2 separate regions of the Astyanax mexicanus genome follow, and region 2 is linked to region 1. A link is a contact called in public Hi-C data. All regions are on one chromosome and are shown on one strand. The core of a region is the stretch at or near the end of the contact, and the rest is flanking DNA. Distances in the headings are between cores, read along the strand shown.

Region 1 (5,370 bases), core at 1,969-4,468:
ATAGACATTCTTTGATAATGAGCCTTATAATCATATAATCAGGTGCACCTTATAGTGCAAAAAATACAGTATATGAAAAAATATGAAAGCAGCTCATTGTTGATTGATAATAATTCCCTAACCTTCTCAGTCAATGATAAGCCAGTTTATATAGAGAAAGACCTTCTAGTTGGCCTACAGAGCAGAAACTGACAATTGCATTGGATTTCTTAAAAGTAAAGGTGCTTCTAAATGTGTTTTTGAGTGATGCCATAGAAAAACCACTAATGTAGATCTGTGAGTGTGAAGGTTTGTGTATATTTTGGCAAGTGTTTTAATTATGAAACTAAAATCATACAGAAATGTTGTTTCTCAAACAAACATGGAAAACAGGACATCAAAATAGGAATGCAAATAGAAATATGAATAACGGAAACAGATTCTAATTTTATTTATTAAATAAAAAAAAAAGCAAAAAAGAACTGCTTTAATTGGTTGGTTGTGATTTCCATGTATTGATTTCCAGAAGAGATCCCAATAGTCCAGACCCCCTGTTCACAGGAAACAAAAAGACACTAAATGAATATTAAATTGATTTTAAGCACACATTTCTCTCTCTCTACTTCAGGCCGTTGTGGCTGTCCCCGGCGCAGGTTATGGTGCTGCCTGTAGGGGGGGACAGTAAGCAGTATGGGCGAGAGGTGAGTAAATAACCATGTTTGTAGAATACATTCTAATGAATGTATTCAGCTATATTTGTTTTTTTGGCTTTGCCCCTAGCTGAAACAGATGCGCAAATGCACACACAGATTGTCTAGTCCTTGTTGAGAAATATTGCCTATAGTATAGGACACTCTCAATCTCTCAATTTTTATACATATATATATAGGTTATTTATAAGAAACAAGATGCGATATATGAGGATTTTTTGTAACAGATTTTCCTTTGTTTGTGATAAATGAAGGTGGTGCACAGGTTAAAGAAGGCAGGCTTCATGGCTGACGTTGATGATGACCACGGTGCCACTTTAAATAAGAGGATTCGATCAGCACAGCTCGCCCAGTACAATTACATATTTGGTAAGATGCTGTTCAATAAGAACATGTTCATTTGTGTTTTATATATGCAATTTATTGTTTTTACAGTGTACATGTATTTTGTTAAATGTATTGGGGAAAAACCGTTAGTGTACACAAGTGTAAGGTCACTGTATGGTAGTGTTTGTGTTCGGCTGCTGGAGCAAACCACTGACAGCTTGCTGAGTCTAAATACGAGAGTCAGCTCTACTTCTATATTTACCGAGGCCACGATAAACAGATCAGGCAAAGTCAAAAAGACTGGAAAGGAAGTTTGATGATGATTTAAATGTTTTTACAGTAATTTCCAAGATCTGGTGTAGGTTAGAAACACAAGTAGCAGGTTGTGTTCAACTGATCAAAGTCTGGGATCTACGTAGTTTGAAAAAGTATATGTCTCAATCTAATATTATGAATTTTATGAAGCAAAATGATGAACAAATAAAAATTAAGCATCAATTGCATATTGTGGCTTAAGTATGTTGGTTGTGGAACAGTGACTGACTGACAAATATATGTTATTAATAAAACAGCCAGACTTGTTTTAGTGCTCTAATGGTTCAAATTTATATTTCTGGAGAATATTAAGGTTGGATCTTAGTTAGACAGCATATATATATTTGGTTGCTAAGTAAGATAAAAAATGACAATTGGGGGTTGATACCTCTAGTTTGGGGCATATCATATGTTTATTATGAATAATTACTCTCATTTGGTTGCAGTATCAGTGAAAAGTTTGGACACACTGTCTCATTCACAATGTTTTCTTCTTTTATATTTAAATTTATTTTTTACGTTGTAGAAAAATAATAAAGTAATAAAAAGAATTAAGGGGCACATATGGACACGTTATGTAATAATGATTTGGGATGAGTTGGAGCTTCACAGTATGAGGGAAAAGCAGCAACTATTGTTCAGCACCTCCAGGAACTCCAAGTTGCTGTTGAAGTGACTCATGAAAACACTGAGATTAAAATATCAAGAGTATACAAATCTGTGACGAAGGCAAAATTATGCAACTTAGAATAATTTAAAGTATAAAACATACTGATTAACACTTTTTGTTTACAAAATATTTCTGCATGTGTTTAATAAATGTACCAAAAAACCCATTGAATGAGAAGAGGTGTGTCCAGACTTTTGACTGGCATTCTACTGTGATTCAGTGTAGTTTGCAGATTTAGTGTGTCTTGGATTTGACAGTAGCTGATTTAGTTTATCGTGGAAAAGGATCTCAAGAATTGATCTAATGCAGTTGGAAGGCTAGTGTAGAGTTTAAGGTGGCCTGGCAGGGAGAACACTGACCTGTCTTTCAGGGTTCAAAGCTCAGCTGCTGTTGAATGAGTGCAAGTCAATTGCTGAGGTGCACTTTGGCTGAACACAACTGTACATAAATTAAATTTCCTCTTGCATGCAGTGGTTGGAGAGAAGGAGCAGGAGAGTGGCACGGTCAGCGTACGGACAAGAGGAGGAAAGCAGCTTGGTCAAAGGTCACTGGAGGATGTGATGACTTCACTGGAGGAGCTCCGAGAGAGACGCAGTAATCGAGACGAGTTTTGATCGGCCCACACACTCAGGAACCTGGACACGCTCAGTCATAACAAACCGGCCAAGTTAAAAAACATCTGAAACATGTGTATATACACACACACACACACACACACACAGAGGATGGAGACAACTCCCATTGGGCAGTTTATTGCCCTGAATATGTGTATACTTATACAAGTGTAAACTTTCCTGAATCTTGTTCCCTCACCCACATACATAAAATTAGGAGAGAGAGAGAGAGAGATGTATAAACTTTATTGGATCTCCTTCTCTCTATCTCACACACACACACACACTCCCACCCACTCATGTATAAACACACTCTTCATCGGTTTAATGTTCGAACTCTCTGAAAACCAAACAGACTCTTCATTGTGTTCCTGCTCTCGAACCAGGACAACTCAACTGAACCCGACTGACCTGAATAGATCAGTGGACGAGGTCAGAATTAACATTCAGTTACAAATGCTTGACTAAAGTATTTATAATAAAATAGCCTCATTTGTAAGTTGCACCTCGTGTCCTCTCTTTGGAGACGCTTCCTAAAAGCAGGGAAAGACTGCTGGGGTCCAGCTTAGTCTGGTGTGAGCCCAGTGTTGGCTGCTACACCAGAATAGCCAGAATACTTCATGCCTTTTTTAGAAATGACTTCTTTTAGAAATCACTCCCTTTACACAGGCATTGTTATATAAGGAGGGGGAGTCATGGATATGCGAATAGAATAGACTTTCAGGGAACAGATGCGGAGGCAAGCAGACGGAGAGAGGAAGGGAGGATGGGAGGGGAAAAAAGTGGGGATTTTACCAAAATGGGAAGAAAGCATAGGTGGCTTAGGTTGATAGGCCGCTGTGTTGTTAATGAAAACAGGAAAATGGAGGCTGTGGGTCAGCGACAGGAGTGACCGCTGGGAGTTTTGCTGCTCTAATTGGGAGAAAGCGGCAGAACGGAAGAGATATGAGTCACTCTAAAGTGACCAAAGAGGGAAAGGGTCAGGGTAGACACACACACACTCATACACACTCACTCTCACGCCCTCTCTTACCGCAGACAGGGTTGGAATCCAACAGACCATTCTCAAATACACTTTAAAAGGCTTTGTAAGATACTGGTATGCTTGTGTGTGTGTGCAGTTTCAGCCACAGGGCTGCTGAAAACAGGAATCTGAAGAAGACAACGTGAGGGAATGAGAGAAGAGGAGTGATGGAGTGAAGGAAAAGTGAGACAGGTTCAAAGGCATGGTTGTTCTGCTTGAGAAGGTGGACACAGAAGGGGAATTCAGAAAGTGTGTGTGTGTGTGTGTCACTTCACTAACTGACGTAAATTCTCTTGCTGTAACAACATTCTGGACTTGGTTTCAGCTACTCTGAAGCAGCACCAATACATTTACCCATAGTTAAAAAATAAATAAATAAAACGGTTGCTGATTTTAGCTGTTTGAGGTACATTGACAATTTTTAAGGATACAGTAAAAAGACAGTATAACACCACAGTTTTTGAAACTTTAAACTTTAAAAGGCTGCTTTTATTCTTTTGTTTCCCTGGCCAAAGATATTTGTTCAGTTTTAAGTAGTAAGTTTCTATACTTAACTGACTGTTTTCTAATTTCTATTTACTCCAGATTCTAATATTTTTTATTTGTGTACACAGTAAACAGGAAGTTACCCTGCTTAATTGTTACCTCAGAGACCAGCTTGGGAAAGTCTGCATATGCATTTGCATATATACATCCTGTGAGGTGTTATCTTGTGACTGAGGCTCAACGCAGAAAAGCATGCCTATGCAAGGTGATGTGAATTATCGGACTTTGAGCCAGGTCATTCTTCTACAATCCACAGTGTCAGGTGTGCACCGAGAATATGTCCTTGAAGGTATTCCCACCCTCAGTGGAAAGCGCAACGGGTGGTAATGATTGCGACCAGTGGATCTGGTTAGAATTGTGTATGCCGACAATCAATTTGGGCAGAATCAAAATCACATCCACGTTCATTGCAGGAGTCTTCACAAGTACATCCCACGGACCAGTCAAAATTACATACAGTCCAAGTTTAGTTTTACGTAGTTTAGGTCATTTTTTTGGGAGAGAATAGGTAAATAAATTTCTATGTAACAAAACTGATTTGTGAAATAAATTATAATAGATGTATTAATAGCTTGTATATGTACTGTAATATATGTGTATATATGGGGTACAAGGTCCATATCCATTAGTATCGTAAAACTCTCCAGAATATGCCATATGGCCAAGCACATTAACTAGTACAGAGACTGATTCTTTTATTCCAGTCGTTTCTCTTTGTGGTTTGGAGTGCGTAGAAGAGATAACATCTCTCCTATCCTCTCTCTCTCTCTCTCTCTCGCTTTCCCTCTCCCCCAACTTTCTCTCTCTCTCCATACAAACACTCCTTCACAGAAAGCAATTCTTCAACCAGTGAGCCAAGTCACGTAAAGTTCATCTGAAATTATTTTTAGCTTGCGGCAAAAAGAAAGCGGGGTAGAATTTTAAAGACTCCTGCTTTGTGTACAATTGCCATTGAATTAAATTGTACACAGTGGGCCTTACATACGGCCTTGACTTGCGAGTGCCAGTCTATAAGTGAGTTAATCTGCTAAGACTGCTGAGGTTGGGAGTGGCAAAGAAAAGGTCACACATCTCTGTGGTGATTGGTTTATGAATAGGACATTTGGCAATGGTAAAAAAAAAACACTGGATAAAAGCTTCTAGATATTTTAGTAAAGCAAGGCTTAGGCAAGGTTAGTACTGTTA
Region 2 (5,370 bases), core at 1,631-4,130, 72 kb after region 1:
TTCATAATTCAGAATAAATGCTTAATTCATAGTTACTCTGTATTTTTAAAATTGTTTGTAGCCTATAAAAAAGGTAACATTAGAACCTTCAGAAAACACACAGTGTAATTTCAACAGAGGTGTCCATACTTTGCACACAACTGTACATTATATTTCGAAATACAGCATAACATATACTATGAACTGAAGTGCATTTTTGGTCATTTGTATATGTGTGTTTGTATGTCCAGCATTGCGAAGTGGCACGGGTCAATCTGTGGTGAACGGGCGATGGGCAGTGGATCCTCCGGGTGAGTACGAGGCTGGAGGGACAACGTTTGTGTACAGCCGACCCCGAGGAGATGAGAAAGGAGAAACACTGAGTGCAGCTGGACCAACAACTACGCAACTGCAGCTATATGTAATAATATACACTACACACAATTACACTACTGCAGCTTTATGTAATAATACACACTACACACAATTACACAACTGCAGTTTTATGTAATAATATACACTACACACAACTACACTATTGCAGCTATGTATACTTAAATGTACACTACGCCCAACTACACTTCTTTACAGTCTGTGGCAGTCAATTGGTGGTCCTTAAATTTAAGGCATCATATCTCTTCAAAAAGGCACCATTTAAGGTGGAACAGGGAATTTACAGAAATGTACTGCTAGCTATTTGTATGCTTGTTATAAAGCAAAGGTTCCATAATACATTGAACCCACATTAAACTATGATAATGCAGTTGTTATCATAATTTTTCAATGAAAATAACAATATATTGTTTGTTTCTTTAACCCATAAAAGCCCAGACCCAGTTCTAAATATTGTCACAAAACTTAAAATTAAATCAATTAAACTAACTAAACAGCTCATTAATTTTTTAGCGATTATGATAAAGACAGATGACTAAATATTCTAAGGTTAAAAATCTTAAAGTTGCATAAATAAGACAACTGAGCTTTAACATGGTTTCAGAACTAGTTATATGTACTGTAAAACATTTTGTTAAAATTGAGTTTACTTCCGAGAAAAATCTCTGTTTGGAGGCGATGCAGCTTTAAAACTTTATCCCAACAAGATTGGAACACCCTTCCTCTAGTTGTGAATGTGAAAAGTGGAGAGGTTAAGTGGTAGAGGCAATGGGTGAAATGGGATTGGGTTTTAGTCTGAATCGCCACACACACATACAGTTATGTAGTGAGTTTATTACAACATACTGTTTCCATTTCTTCCAGATTTTATCCCACCCTCTGATACACCCCTGGGGGAAACTTTTCAGTTAGTATTCAGCTGCTAGAAGAATAAAGATTCCACATTAGTTGCAGGAGCTGTGTGTGTGTGTGTGTGTGTGTGTGTGTGTGTGTGTGTGTGTGTGTGTGTGTGTGTGTAGGGCAGTTGCTTAACAATAGTGATTAATAACTAATTCGAAATGGAATTTGGCCTCTAAGCAAGCATTAATATTAGGTTATGGAGTTATTAATCTCTCTTCCTCTCTCTCTCTCTCTCTCTCTCTCTCTCTGTATGCAGATTATTTTCCACAGACACAATCCAGGTATAGACTATGAATACTACATTCCAGTGAAGCAGGGAAAAGAAAAAGTGAGAGAGTGGGATGGAGGGAACGAACCTCTTCGAGAGATCAGTGAGTTTCTGTCTTCATTCCCGCCCCTTATTTTCTCCTAGCTCTCATCTGTTTTCAGTCATCTTTCGGATACTTAATCTCTGTCTCTGTCTCTCAGGCTGTCTGTCTCTCATCTCTGTCTGTTTCTGTGCAAGTCTGTTCCTCCCTGTTTATTATTTGTGTTTGTTTTATAATACTGTTAATACTGTTTGTTTTATAATCTTTGTTACGAACCAGTGTCAGATCTTTAGTGACGAGTCCAAGTGAGGACATTTTACTTTTTCTTAAAACACAAACTCAAACATTTGCTTCCAATACCTAAAGATTTGGATTCTATTATATTGTGGTTAGGTTTGGGTTATGATTAGGGTTTGGTTTAGGGATTGTACTGTTAGGGTTAATAATAGGGTTAGGTTTAGAGTTAGTGTGGTCAGTGTTATGGTTAAAATGTAGGGTTAGCTTTAGAGTTAGTGTGGTCAGTGTTAGGGTTAATATTAAGGGTTAGGTTTAAAGTTATTGTGGTCAGAGTTAGGTTAAATATTAGGTGTAGTATTACACAGTGTGTGTGTGTGTGTGTGTGTGTGGGAGTATGTCTGTTGAACATGTTTCTTTTGGGCCGTCTTCTCTGATCTCATATTGGGCATCGCTGCTCAAATGTTCTGATCATTTAGAACATGATTTAGACCTTCACACACACATATGAGGACACCATTTCTGGCTGCCTGAGGGTCTGTATATGTGTGTGTGTGTGTGTGGGTGGGTGTGTCTTGTGTTGAGTTCAGTCTCCTCGTGACTCTTGGACTGTAAGTGCGTTCCTGAGAAAGCTGCATACACCCGTCCTTTCTCCTCTCTGTTTCAGTTCAGTCTGACACTTTAATGGACTTCATTAGCAGGGCTGTTTACTGCACTGTTGCTAAAGACATTTTAGCTGGTAACAAACAAAACAGTGTAATCAGTAACAATAAACAGCACAACAAAACTACAGGAGAATCAAAAAGTACACAGTAACTATCATCTAATTGTCGTTGTTGTCATCTTGTCATTGTATCTTCATGTTTGTTATTTTGAAAATACCAAAATACCAGTTGCTATTTAATATTTATAAGAAAAATCGTTCTTTCTATCTCTGTCTGTTTCGCTCTGTTTCGCTCTCTCTCTCACTCAGGTCCTCTTGCAGTGGCTGTTGAAGACCCTCCCTCTCCTCCTGTCTCTTCTTCCTCAAATTCTGCGACCCCAGAGAGGTGGACCCTGGAACGGCCCCGGGTACGGAGCTCAGGGTCCAACCGGAATGCTCGAATCCCACCTCGGACCGACATCCCACTGGACAACCAACCTGTTTTCGTCTGGAGGAGGGGCAGAATGACTGAGTGCTCTGCCACCTGTGGAAAAGGTCAGATGTGTGTGTGTATAATTTAGTCTATAACATTACTCAAGTTTTATTATAGTCTTCATTTTAGTTCTGTTCAGTTAAACGAAATTCAGCAATTATATTTCAATTTCAATTCCATTTACTTTTTTCAGTTAATTTAAATTTTATTTCTGTTTTATGATTTATTAACCATAGTGGTTCGGTAGCAGTAACCCTTTATAATGAGGTAAAAGATTTTTTTCAGAAAATACTGCTGCCTAGACCCTAGGACACGAACTATACAATCATTAATCAGTGTAGAGGTAGAGACAGGGTTTATACTGTACAATGATTACACACATATCTGAAGTATATATTACTGTATAAACACTTAATATGAAGGCATTTTTGTTAAATAAGGGTGTGTTTCAATATCAACACAGAAGAAGTTATAAAAATAAATTCTTGCCAGATATTCTCTTTTTTGTTCTGGGCTTGTTCTGCCATAACAGTCATGCCAAAAACCTGGTGCCAAATGTCAATGTTTCAGTCATGCAATACTTTGTCTTATAATGATGTGTTTTTTGCTGTGTGTGTGTGTGTCATACGGATCTGTTTTAGATTAATTTTATATGCATGTGGAGTGTGATCTTGTATTATAGTTCCCTCTTGTGGTAAAACTATGGTACTACAAGGCATAGCTGATCGTGTTATCTGTATGTGTGTTTATGTGAAGGTTCTCAGTACAGAGAGATTCTGTGTGTGAACAGACACACTGATCAGGAGGTCCACGAGAAAAGATGTGACTCAGCAGCCAAGCCGCTCCCAGAGGAAGAGCCATGCAACATCCATCCCTGCCCACCATTGTGAGTCACATTTCGCTCTGTGTGGTCTGTATGCCCATCTATGTGGTGAACCCTCCAGCATTGACCAAACATTTGAACAAACTTATTGGAGCATTTATATTGGTCTATTTATCTTGTCATTTCGATATCATGTAAAGAACAAGATTCACATTATGTCACATAATGAGCCTCTCCCCCTACCCGTTCCCTCCCTTCACAAATCTGCTTGTATGTCTGTTTCTCGAATGCAAGAAAACTACCTGAACCTGATCTAAAATTTATCTTTAACTATTTTGTGCATACATTTTTTGCATAATTTTGCTTTCTTTATTTTAAAAAAGAAAAGACTAAACCAAGACATTTCTTCAGTTTCTATAACTATAATATAACAGTGTGTGTTCAGACAGAAGCGCTGTTAGCCTTCAACACAAACAAGACAAACATGTAATTATAGTTAAACCCAAACACAGTATTATTAAAAATCTTTTAAAAAGCTTTTACCAGCCCCCTACTAAAATTTATATTTTGATCAGATTTTGGATCCCTGCATTGCAAGCTAAGCTAAAAAAAACCTGGATCAGGAAAATATGTGCAAAAATCTTACTATAACCTTCATACACTGCCTAGCCAAAAAAAGTAGGCACAAAAAAGGTCATACACTTTGTTGGATCGCTATTAGCTTTGATTGCAGCCCTCATTCAGTGTGGCACTGTTTCGATAAGCTTCTGCAATTTAACAAGATTTATTTTAATCCATTGTTGCATTGATGATGGTAGAGTCTGACCGCTTAACAAAGTCTTATCCAGCACATTCCAAAGATTCTCAATGGGGTTAAGGTCTAGACTCTGTGGTGAACAATCCATGTGTGAAAATGATGATCTCATGCTCCCTGAATCACTCTTTCACAATTTCAGCCCCATGAATTCTGACATTGTCATCTTGGAATATGCCCGTGTCATCAGGGAGGAAATAATCCATTGATGGAATAACCTGGTCTATATTCAGTATATTCAGGTAGTCAGCTGACCTCATTCTTTCAGCACATACTGTTGCTGAACCTAGACCTGACCAACTGCAGCAAACCCAGATAATTTACTTAAATCCAGATGGAGACTCTTTTTTTGGCCAGGTAGTGTTACCAACAAAAAGTGGACAACAACACCATAAAGTAATATTATAGACTAAATTATATAACAAAGCAAAATATCAGTGCAACTGATAGTAGTTATCCTTTATTTGCTTGTATATTGTATATGTATTTCCAATATTCAATCTCGCCTGGTCTTTAGCATGGTTACTTTCTCTTCTCTTCTTCCTTGCTTTCTTAGACATCCATCTCTTTGGTCTCTTCATGGCCGCTACTATAATTTGTCCGTAATTGAAAAACTGAACAGGCCTTTTCTGTGTTCGCTATTTGACAGATTTTTGTAGTCCTTGTAGTACTTTTAGAACTAAAATGTCATAAAGTAGTTCACAGTTTTTGAAAGAGATGCAGTTTTTGCAAGTATTGGTCACTCCAGGCACACAGAATTTACATAGCCTGGTTTCAGCAGGA

The links. A called contact is a pair of places that touch in the nucleus more often than the background predicts.
Region 2: a contact with region 1 is called in a Hi-C map of muscle, with 20 times the contacts expected there. The contact joins two enhancer-like sites. A contact is called at or near these places in 2 of 3 Hi-C or Micro-C datasets (both in muscle).

Annotation. Positions count from the first base shown.
Region 1 is chr6:29,550,688-29,556,057 of AstMex3_surface, forward strand. tars2 (threonyl-tRNA synthetase 2, mitochondrial) reads left to right here. Exons shown (of 18, transcript XM_007254527.4): 16 at 608-680; 17 at 944-1,058; 18 at 2,473-3,118. The coding sequence ends at 2,615. Among protein-coding and RNA genes, the nearest start is that of tars2, 20 kb to the left of the region's middle. Within about 2 kb of position 3,219, the one cell type or tissue checked has an H3K27ac peak away from gene starts, as active enhancers do.
Region 2 is chr6:29,623,106-29,628,475 of AstMex3_surface, forward strand. adamtsl4 (ADAMTS-like 4) reads left to right here. Exons shown (of 17, transcript XM_022673762.2): 8 at 231-400; 9 at 1,529-1,643; 10 at 2,788-3,012; 11 at 3,707-3,836. Among protein-coding and RNA genes, the nearest start is that of celf3b, 14 kb to the right of the region's middle. Within about 2 kb of position 2,881, the one cell type or tissue checked has an H3K27ac peak away from gene starts, as active enhancers do.